Regions from separate parts of the Callithrix jacchus genome. Here region 1 is linked to region 2. The links are chromatin contacts, called in public Hi-C maps. All regions are on one chromosome and are shown on one strand. The core of a region is the stretch at or near the end of the contact, and the rest is flanking DNA. Distances in the headings are between cores, read along the strand shown. Region 1 holds the start of GPRC5B (G protein-coupled receptor class C group 5 member B). Region 2 overlaps VPS35L (VPS35 endosomal protein sorting factor like).

Region 1 (5,700 bases), core at 407-2,906, 290 kb before region 2:
CCATGACGCGATCTCAGCTCACCGAAACCTCTGCCTTTCAGGTTCAAGCGATTCTCCTGCCTTTTCAGCCTCCCAAGTAGCTGCAATTACAAGCATGTGACACCATGCCTGGCTAATTTTTATCTTTTTAGTAGAGAAGGGGTTTCACCATCTTGGCCAGGCTGGGCTCGAACTCCTGATCTCAGGCGATCCGCCCACCTCAGCCTCCCAAAGGGTAAAGCAGAAACCTTCTATGAAGATAGAGAGTGGCTTCTGTGACAGAGTCGAGTCGGGAGAAAAGGAAGGGAAGGGAGAAGGGAAAGGGGCCACACCCTTTCTACCTGGCCCTGGGATTGGGTTTGATCACCCTGAGACAGTGGTGAACTCTCCCAGGAGGTGAGGCTCCTTGTGACATTGTCTGACCTGGCAGCAAATGACACCAGTTTAACCATTGGTTGAGAATATGGCCTTTGGAGTCAGATGGCCTGGATTGGATTCTGTCTTTGCCAACTGTCTAACCCTGGGGCAGTATTTAACTCCTCTTAGCCTCAGTGTCTCCATCTGTAAAATAGGGAGAATAATAGTTTCTGGCCTAAAGGGTTATTGGAAAAATTAAATGAGTTAAAGAATTTAAGGCCGGATGCAGTGGTTCATGCCTGTAATCCCAACACTTTGGGAGACCAAGGCAGGTGGATCAGGAGGTCAGGAGTTCGAGATAAGCCTGGACAATATGGTGAAACCCCATCTCTACTAAAAAAAAAAAAAAGTACAAAATTAGCCAGGCATGGTGGTGGGTGTCTATAGTCCCAGCTGTTTGGGAGGCTGAGGTAGAAGAATCGCTTGAACCCAGGAGGTGAAGATTGCAGTAAGCCGAGATCATGCCACTGCACTCCAGCCTGGTGACAGTGTGAAACTCCATCTCAAAAAAAAAAGAGAGAGAGAAAAGAAAAAATAATTCAGAACACTTAGAATAGCTCCTAGCTCACAGCAAGCACTATGTGCTCAGCTATTACTTTTATTATTATCATCCATGGGTGTTTGAACTTTTTTGGAGGGATGGAAGGAATGGAAGGAATGCCCCTGTCACTCAGTGTCCTCCTTCATTTTCACTCTGTGCTTCCTGTGGTGTCATCACCCAAAGCGAAACTGACCATCACAGTCAGGGTCCTCTGTAAAACTAGTGGGAAAGGGAATGTAACCCTAACTGCAGTGTTAATCATTTCATACTAAGGGCTTTCCACATGCCAGACCCTGCGTGAAGCACTTTACATGTAACATGTGTTAGACCTTCACAACAACCCCAACAGGCACGTACGATCAAAAAAATCTCCATTTCACAGACATTGAGGACTTGAGGCTCACAAAAGTGAACTTGCCTGCGTTTGCAAAAGGATCTCGGCGTCAGTTCCAAGAGCTGCCACCAGGTGGCAGTGCTCATCCACTTTCCAAATGAGCAGTCTGGCGGGAACACACTAGGAAAGGGTCGTCCTGCAAATGTTTGATGAACACCTACTGTGTACCTGGCACTGTTCTAGGCTCTGAGGATCCACGCAAATAAACCAGTCGCGGGGAGGGGGAACACTGCCTTTATGGTTCTTCCCTTCCATTTTCCTTTGACTATAATAAAAGGTATCCCAGAGAGACTTGCCCAAGGGGGATGTGGCCTAACCGAGACCGGAACTGGGAGGCTGGAGGCTTGCGGGAAGGGATGGGAGAGTATCTGGAAGGCCACTGTCCCCAAAGATCAGAGACTGAAACTATTCCCAGAGGGCAGGGTTCTTCGTCCCACCTTCCTGCAGCCCCCGGGAGAGAGGAGCAGGAGTCTGTCCTCTTACTATGGTGTCTTACGTGGCTGGGAGGGTTGTGACGACGAGTGGGGGCGGGGGGGGGGGCGGGCGGGGGGGGGGCGGGCGGTGTGGGAACCGCGGAGTGGGGGAGGAAATCTCACCCTGAGAATCTGGAGTGCGGGGAAGGGATGCTGCTCAAAGGTCTGTTTCTGGTTTTCGGGGGGCCACCTGAAATTGCCCGGGGTTTGCTGGTCCGAAGGTCACCCAGGTAACCAGCCCTATATGGGGTGTGGGAGCGCAGCTCCCAAGCCTGGGCGAGGCATTGCCGACCTCGGAGAGGCCAGTGGACTAGGACAGGGTGAGGGGGACTCCGTGCCCAGGCGGAAGGCTGTCCCGTACCCCTCCTTAAAGCAAGTCCCACGGCCTCCCCGCAGACACGCGTCCGGGCTGTGCCCTGAACGCCTGCAGAGCGTGTGCCCCCTGCAAGGCTGTGGATGTGTGCGTACGTGGGTGATGTGTGCGGTAGGGGTGGTGGCGATCCTGCGTAGGGACGCACGTGAGGGATGCCCCGTGTGGACGTGTGTGTTTGAAGGCGCCGAGGACGCGGGTGTTGGGCTCAGTGTGCGTTAGGGGACAAGGACACCTGGGAGGTGGGTACAGAGGAGAGAGAGGAGTGTGTCCAGGAGGGAACCTGCCTCGAGGAGGCCTAACGGTGTGCGTGTGCCTAAGTGTACACCTGGGCGTTGGTGACTCTGGAAGATATTCGGCGGGATTGATCCTCTCCGCATCCTGGACCCGGCGCTGGTGTGTTTCGGGGAAGTTACTGCTTATGAACCCACCTTGGAGCGTGGCCTGGGCACAGGAAGCCTCCTGCACTGGGACCCCTCCGTACCCCTCGGTCGCGGTCCCACTCGGTAAGTGTATTGGACGGAGGGGGGTGTTCCTGCAAATGGATCTACCCTGGGGAGTTGCAGGCTCGTCTGGACTGTTCACTGGCGCACTGTGGTTGTGGGGCAAATGTCCCCGAATTGGGGACACGGGAGGTGGGGGTGATCGTCTCAGCGATCCGGGCTGGAAGCCACAAGCTTGGGCCCCGGAGGTGCAGGCAGGCGGCGCCTAGCCCCGCGCGGAACCACTGTTGGGGTTGGGGGGACCGGGGTGGGGAGCGGAGGCCCGGGGGCGGGGCCGGCCGGGGGCGGGGGCGGGGCCGCGGCCGCTGCTGTAGCGCGGGCCGGGCCAGGGGGCGCCTCGCGCGGCGGCGGCTCTGGCAGGCGCTGCAGTGAAGCTGGACCCGCAGGCCGGTGTGCGTGTAGCGGGGGCCGCGGCCGTACTGCAGAGATGTGACTCGGGCCGAAGGCCAGCGGGAGCGTCGGCGCTGCGGGGTCGCGGGGGTCGGTGAGTGCGAGCGGCGCGGATACGGTGAAGGACACCGTGGGGACCCCAGAAACTTTTCCCGCCGTGGATTTCGGAGGATGGGGAGGGTCCGCCTCTTGTGTTTTTATAAGCGTCCCTCCATCCCCAGCCAGGGAGTTCATTGCTAGGGGAGATGCGGGATCTGGGCGAGAGGAATCCTGTGCCGTGGGAGCGGAGCCGTAGAAGGCTGGGCGGGGGAGGCGAGGGGACGGGGATCTTTACTTGGAAGGACTGTGACTGGATCCGGTAGAGATCCAAGTCTCCCAGGAGGGTCTCGGGCCGACCACAGGTGAACGGCAGCTGGGAACATAAAGGAGCCCAGCCATGTCCTAGTGACGCCTCGCGTGTGAGGAGTTGCGGGCTGGTCCTGGAGCCGCGTGGGGGGCTGACCGTGGACAGGGCAGGCGCAGCCGGGGGCGCAAGGGCTGGACTCTGGGGGAGAACAACAGCACCTGTCGCGGGGACTGGGGGCCAAGCCCGCAGCCGGCAGTGAGTGCGCATTACTGAGCAAGGGGAGGGGGGACACCGCGGGAGGAGGCGGGGAGAGGGCAGAGCTGAGACCTGGGCTGGTGACTGGGAGGAATGGGAAGGGGGGGCGACTGCATACAATGGCGCGGGGTGGGGGGAATGGTGCCCTTCCAGACTGGGGGCACTGAGACCTCTAGGAGAGGTGGCTAGGCTGGGGGTAAGGACTAGACCTGTGCTCTGTCTCCTCTCCTTGGGGAACACGGGCTTCCAGCCCTACGAGGACCCCACACATCCCGAGGTCCCCAGCGCTTGGGCCGAAAAGAGAGCTCTCGAGAGGAGCCTGCTCCGGCCTTGGCCCCGATTAGAGCGCCCGGGGTGGAGGAGGACCACCGACCTTGCCCCAGAAGTCTCCCCTGTGCAGCGGGTTCACTCCTCCGTCCTTGCTTGGTCACACCCAGGCCTAGCCAGTCCCCGCTTTCACGTCCCCCGTTCGCTAAGGGGGCGGCTCCTTGGAGCTCGGACAAAGGCCCCTGGAGTGTGGCGGGCAGCGGAGTCCCCGCCTGGGGCCCCAGCCAACGCGCCACATTTGCCGCCCAACTGCACCAGGCCGGGGGGCACCTGAACAGAGCCCAGAAAGCTCTGGGGGACCCCTCAAAGACAAGAGCAGTGGGGGAGGGATCTGGCACAAAAACCCCGGCACTTCAGCCAAGGAACCTTCTTAATTCAGAAGTTTCTTCGGTGGGGACGCTGGGCTTGCGGGGGATTCAGGCTTTGAGTTACACTGCATGCAAATGAAATGTAAATAGAATGCAAATTGGCATCTGTCGTTTGGAAACCCTCCCGGCCAGTTTGGTATCTTAAGACTGTGGAGTGAACAGTTTCCTCTCTGCTCCCTGCTCTAAGTCTGGAAAGGGGTCAGCTAAGTTGGGAAGGGAAGGAGATTCCAGGGGGAAGGACCGGCCATTTGGGGCACAAGCAGCAAGACAGCCAGTTTTGTTAGAAAGATAAACTCGGAATCTTCATTGGATTAGTATGGTATTTCAAGACGTGCCAGGTGCCTAGACACTGCCTTGTATGAAACGGACAAACCGCTGCTCTCCCGGAGCTGGGGAGGTGAGTGCACAAACCCTAAACAAACCCGTAGCAAATGGTTCTGAAATCCGATTGGGATAAGGACCGCCAGAAAATCAGATGGGGTGATGTAAAAGAAGGTGACAGGGGCGTAGGTACCTGAGGAGACTGCTGGGGGAGTGACGTTTGAGGGGAGCCCAGCTAGAGGCGGGGCGTCGCTGGGAGGTCTTGGGGGAGACTGATCCTGGAGGAAGGCACTTTGAGTGCAAAAGCTTGAAGGTGCGAATGAGCTTAGAGGAACTGAACAAAGGCCATTGTGGCTGAAGCTCTAGGCAGATTTGGGGGTGGGGATAGGGGAATGGTAGGGACCAGCCAGGTCACGATATTTGGGGCCATGGAAAGGAGTTTAGGGTTTATTCTGTTTGGACCAGTGAACCTTTGGAGGGTTTTGAGCAGGAGGCCATGGGATCTGATTTGTAGATGCTCCCCTGATGTCCACAAGGATATGGAAAATAGCCCCCTTTTCCATTCTGCCCGTGGGGATAGAGATGCTGGGAGCCTCCAAGGGGCTCTGTCCAGCCTTGGGGGACCACATTGAGCCTGGCCAGCCACGGCAAGCCAACTGGAGGAGCAGCTCAGGCTTTAAAATCCACTCCCGACTTAGAAGCAGTTTGTATCCACCCTAACCGAGCCACCCAGAGCCCCACAGCCCCATAAGCACTTTCTCACATAGCTTCCTGGGGATTCCGAGTTAGTCACATTTTCTCCTCGGAATTACAGCCTAAGAGGAACGGACCACAGTGGATTGGGCAGCTAGGATGCAATTTGCATTTAAATGATTGCTTTTATTTACAGGACTGGAGCTGTTTTGCATATTCATGGATCACAGAGCTTGTGTTCTTGCAACCCTGTTTACTAACCTAGGAGGATTCTGTAATTTGAGAGCCCTCAAATTTGCCAGTGGTCTAGTCAGCAATGGGAA
Region 2 (5,413 bases), core at 1,544-4,043:
AGACTAAACAATCCAGAACAGAAGAAGTAGGCAGGTCTTAGGAGATCGGGACCACAATGGACCTCAACAATCCAGAGAATCCAAAGAACCAAGGGAGCTTATGGTTTCCACATACAGTTTCCAAAGTTTCATACTTATTTAAAATAAATTGTGGCAAATGTTACATGTTGACTCATAGTTGCATGATGAAATATAAACTGGGTTTTGAGTATGTCTAATCAAGGCTTTATGGGGAAAGAATGAACTTCAGATAGCAAGATGCAACTTATGTATAAGTCGAATTCTCTGTTCTTCAATATTGGCATTTGCCCTGCAAAGCTTGGCTCTGTTCTTTCAAGCTCTTGGAATCAGAGAAAACACAAATATGAAGCATTTTAATTGAGAAAATTAACGTGGGAATGTTCCTCAAGGAAACAAAAGCTGACACATGGCATCATATTCAAAGTAAAAGACAATACGCAGAACACACTGGCTCACGCCTGTAACCCCAGCACTTTGGGAGGCCCAGGCGGGTGGATCATGAGGTCAGGAGTTCGAGACCAGCCTGATCAACATGGAGAAACCCTGTTTCAACTAAATATACAAAATTAGCTGGCGTGGTGGTACATGCCTGTAATCCCAGCTACCTGAGAGGCTGAGGCAGGAGGATCACTTGAACCCAGGAGGCAGAGGATGCAGTGAGCTGAGATCGCCCCATTGTACTCCAGCCTGAGCAACAAGAGCAAAACCTTATCTCAGAAAAAAAAAAAAAGTAAAAGTAACTGTTTGGAGAGAGCGAGAGTCCAACGGCTTCTACAGTGTGGCTTGCCGTGTATTTTCAGGTTGGAACTGTAACGGGACCAAATTTTCAACAAGAATGTCAGGACATCCCGTCACATGGCTTCTATTAACAGTACAACTCTTTGGCCTATCTTCAAAATCATCAGACCGAAAAAAAAAGGATACAATCTCGGAATGAGTTCCCTGATGGAAGCAATCTTGAAAAACCAATTTAGGCATGTTTCCTTGGCCGTGTCATTTGCATTCTCTGGAGAAAAGTGATCTGTAATACAAAAACAAGACTCATCAGCCCTCCTAAATCTCAGGATCTTTTATAGCTGCTGTGAGTCGCAGGATGGGAACATATTATCCTGGAGCAGAAAAGGGTGTGGGTTACTCAGCCTGTGTGTTTCCTTCCCAATATCATTATTAGGAAGCAACTGATAACAATAGTTTACACAAACACAGGCTTTCTAAGTGCCAAGTGTTGGTCACAGTGCTTTACAGACAGCTCACCTGATCCCATATAGCAACCCTCTGAGGTACTTTTATTATCTTCCTTTATACATGCAGAGTTCAAGGCACAGAGGAATGCAGTGACTCACCCAAGGCACATAGCAAGCAAATCTAAGAGCTGGAATTCAACCCAGGCAGTCTGGCCCTGCAGCCTACATTGTTAGCCACTGCCTCTAATATAATCCAGAGGTTCTTGGTTACCCACCAGTAACTAAGACAACATTGTTGAGAATTCCAGATGCCTCAGGGGCCTGAGACTGCAACATGAAATCTGATCTAAGCTTTTGCTCTATATATCACTTGGGTCAGAGGAAGGTAGAGCAAGGCCCCTGAAGTGAGAAATCAGCCAGAATTATGCTGCCAGCTCAAGACCAGCTCCAAGACTCGTCACCTTGTGGTGAAACTGGCAGTTTACTCCATTAGCTATTCTCTTCCTCTTTAATTAAAGAACCTGCATTTTTTCTGCAGGGCACAGGGCCATCCCTGCAGCTAAATGTGGTCACGTGGGTCAAGTTCTAGTCCCAGGATATATAAATAGAAGGGCAACTTCTGAGAAGTATCTTTAAGGGAAGGGGCCTGCCTTCCCTCACTCCTTCTTCCTGCACACTGACTGGAATGCAGACATGACAGCTGGAACCTCTGCAGCCATACTGAATCATGAGAGCAACAAGACACAAGTGAGGATCCTTGGTACCAGGGGCTAGCTGCCCCAACAGCCCTGACCCTCATTACTGTTATTTCAAGTTTTCTAGAACTGAAAACCAATGCTGATTTTGACATACATATTTTTAAACAGCAGAAATTTCTCACAGTTCTGGACTTGACATAATCTTAAGGAATGAAAGAGAATATGGAGAAATGAAAGAAAAAACAAAACAAAACATCAACATCATGAAGGCCACTGTTAAGCTCTCATATGGAAATGATTTCTTCTAAATGATTTTGGCAAAGATCCCACCACTGGGTGTTTTATACTTTTAGATTAATTCAGAAAGAGAGAAGCTGGCCAGGCACAGTGGTTCACACCTGTAGTTCCGCTACTTGGAAGGCTGAGGTGGGAGGATCAACTGAGTCCAGGAGTTTGAGGCTACAGTGAGCTATGATCAAGCCACTGCACTCCAGCCCAGGCAGAGTAAGACAGAGTAAGACAGAGCAAGACCTTGTCTCTAAAAAATAAATGAATAAATAAAAGGTAGAAGATAATTACTTTAGAATACAGCAAATGATTCTTAGCTTGTTGGCTCTCATCCTGTTTTGCAATGAGTCATTTTCATCCCTGATTCTGTCACTTGTTGGTATCTTAAGGTGATCAAAATTCCTATAGAATCAGCAAAACAGACAAACTTCTAGGTACTTCCCTAGCAGAGAACAGTCACTAATCACAACTGCAGATATTTTGAAATTGCAATCTCCTCAATCTATTTTTGGAAGTCTGGCATGCTTCATTCACTTGGGAACTATTTGCTTACCATTTTCAAAAGGATGGGAAATGACCATTTTCCCCTTTCTGGCCTGAATCTGTACAGATGAAGTAACTTTTTTCCTACTTTCAAGAGATTCAGACAGAAAAAGATAGCAGCTTTTCTTAAATTCATTTGTCAATCTTCTCTTTGGGGAAAGGGAAGAGCAGTGTTAATTTCCCTTCCTATGACTGAATTTTGTGGCTTAAAATCCAAAAGCAAAAATAGGTCTCTGAGATCATCTACAAAATCTCTCACTCTAGAGTTGAAGGAACCGAGGTTCAGCAAAGCCTAAAACAAACAGTGGTTCAGGTTGCCAGAAAGAGTTGGAAATCAGGCTAAAAGCAGGTTGCCCTGCATACACACATTGACTGCAAGCTATACGACAATCTGCATACACCAAAGCAGAATCTGTAGGCTTTCCTTCCAGCTCAAGAGATAATTTAGGAAAAGGATTATGTTATGCAGGACTTTAAGATCTTATAGCAAACTAAGTATTATACTCCTTTACTTCATGTGCCCAACACAGATGCTTTAAGGCCTAACTAAAGGTGATGTTCTAGGCTTTAGGGAGATAGTGCACACAGTAGACCCTATCTTCAGGAAACTTACATTCCAGTCGGGAGAGACAAACGATAAACAGAAAAAAAAATAAGCAAACAAACAAGTAAGATAACATCTAACAGCAGTCAGTACTATTAAAGATATTAAACTAGGTACTGAAATAAAGAGTGACTTGAGTGAGATTTAGGGGAGGGGACTCATTAGATGCAGTGGTCAGAGAAGGCTCCCACAGATGCGGCATTTGAGCTGAGCCCTGAATTAGGAAAGGGAGTCAGCCAGGCCTAGATGTGGGAGAAATGTATTTCAGGGAGAGAAAACAGCAAGTGCAAGGCCCTGAGGTAGGTATAACCTCACTATGGTCAAAGAACAAAAAGCAACCTAATTTGCTGAGGAGAATGGGGTGTGGCCAGCATCAGAAGCCTTGGTGAAGAGTTTGAGAGTTTTTCTAAACACAACAGAAACCCCCTGAAGAGTTCTGAGCACAGGAGTGACATGACATGACATAGTTTATACTTTAGCACCTGGGTTGCTATGTGGGGAATCCGTCAAAATCTGGAAATTAATTCAGAAGACACTTTAATATAACCAAGAACAGAGGTTCCCTTTCTAGCACCCACTTATTTTTCTTTTATGGTGCTGCTTTTTTTCAAACCTGAACTTCTGTGGATATTTTAAGAGGAGGCAGGAGACCAATGAGTCTAGTTCTTTCATTTATTTGCCAAGTCTCTACCCTAGCAGCAAGAGGTCTCTTTACATAACAGTGTTATAGGGATTGGCACCATCTTAGTTAGCATGTGCTGGAAAGGCCAGGTCAGTTAAGGCCACTGCTTATCCCGATGTGGCCCACAATAGCCACAGGGCAAGACTGAAGATGGGAATGCCGAGAAGATGACATGGGAACCATAATACAATAAACCCAAATTATTTCTCCCAAACTGGAAATAAAATGATTTGACGTCAGAGTCCCTGGCCTCTTTACACATATGCTGGATTAAGAACTGTTGAGAGAAAATGACCGCAACTAGTAGTGTGTGCTTTTCATGCACCCATAAGATACTGTGCCTTTCTCAACTCAGAAGAGCTATACCTTAGTTACAACTCCTGAAGGCAAAGGACTCAAGTATGAAATTCACCCAAAGGGCTCAAGTATGAAATTCACCCAACAGAACTTGATTCAAATGGAAAGAATGAGTACAGATGCCACCAAATTTCTCTTCACACATAATCTCTTTGGGCAGATTTCTGCACAGATTTCCAAAGCTTTCATGATAATTATACTTAACAGTCATTCCTCAGAGCACCAACAACTTGGAAAAAAAATAATTTACTGCTCTTTTCAGGTTCTTGGAACTGGAATGAACACAAACAGATGAAGATTTACAAACAATGATAGCATTTAAAAAAATGATTTTGTTTGCTCAAGGTCGAAAATAGTTAGAAAGGAAAGAATTTTGGTGATAAAAGTGTTATAATTAACATATCTAAACAAGGACTGGCCTGTTGTTTTGAACTTTTAAGTTTAGGCAGGGAGTTAGTTATTAGTAATTTTTCCTTAATTGGCCCTAAAGTGTTGTTTGTATAGTCACTGAAGACCGGGAGAAGGAAGGTTATATTGCAGTAGGGACAAACTCAAATGCCTCTGGGGGCCAGGCAGATAAATATAAAAATTTTAAAGAGGCTGGGTACACAACAATAGGAAGAATTACAGCCTGTATCAAAAATGTTTTTTTTAATGACGTCATTGCAAAAAAAAAAAAAATACCTATTTTGGTTCGATCCTACCTGTTGGCTCAAGTTTACTGCCGATGATACAGCATGTTACATGCTGGCAAGTGTGAATTAAATGAATGGATTTGGTCGGGTGTGGTGGCTCAAGCCTATAATCCCAGCACTTTGGGAGGCCAAGGTAGACAGATCACCTGAGGTCAGGAGTTCAAGACCAGCCCGGCCAATGTGGTGAAACCCCATCTCTACTAAAAATACAAAAATTAGCTGGGTACCATGGCGTGTGCCTCTAATCCCAGCTACTCAGGAGCCTGAGGCAGGAGAATCACTTAAATCCAGCAAGTGGAGGTTGCAGTGAGCCAAGATCATGCCACTGCACTCCAGCCTGG

What was found. Hi-C and Micro-C count contacts between places; a contact is called where the count stands out from the background.
Region 1: a contact with region 2 is called in a Hi-C map of skeletal muscle, with 5 times the contacts expected there. The contact joins the promoter of GPRC5B here to the enhancer-like site in region 2. A contact is called at or near these places in 3 of 3 Hi-C or Micro-C datasets (induced pluripotent stem cells and skeletal muscle).

Annotation. Positions count from the first base shown.
Region 1 is chr12:21,311,893-21,317,592 of calJac240_pri, reverse strand. GPRC5B (G protein-coupled receptor class C group 5 member B) reads left to right here and starts at 1,656. Exons shown (of 5, transcript XM_078344827.1): 1 at 1,656-1,818; 2 at 2,496-2,680.
Region 2 is chr12:21,025,666-21,031,078 of calJac240_pri, reverse strand. VPS35L (VPS35 endosomal protein sorting factor like) reads right to left here. Exons shown (of 32, transcript XM_078344797.1): 10 at 946-1,042. Among named protein-coding and RNA genes, the nearest start is that of VPS35L, 59 kb to the right of the region's middle. Within about 2 kb of position 2,793, at least 2 of the 16 cell types and tissues checked have an H3K27ac peak or open chromatin away from gene starts, as enhancers often do. A contact at or near this core is called in skeletal muscle, where this site is marked.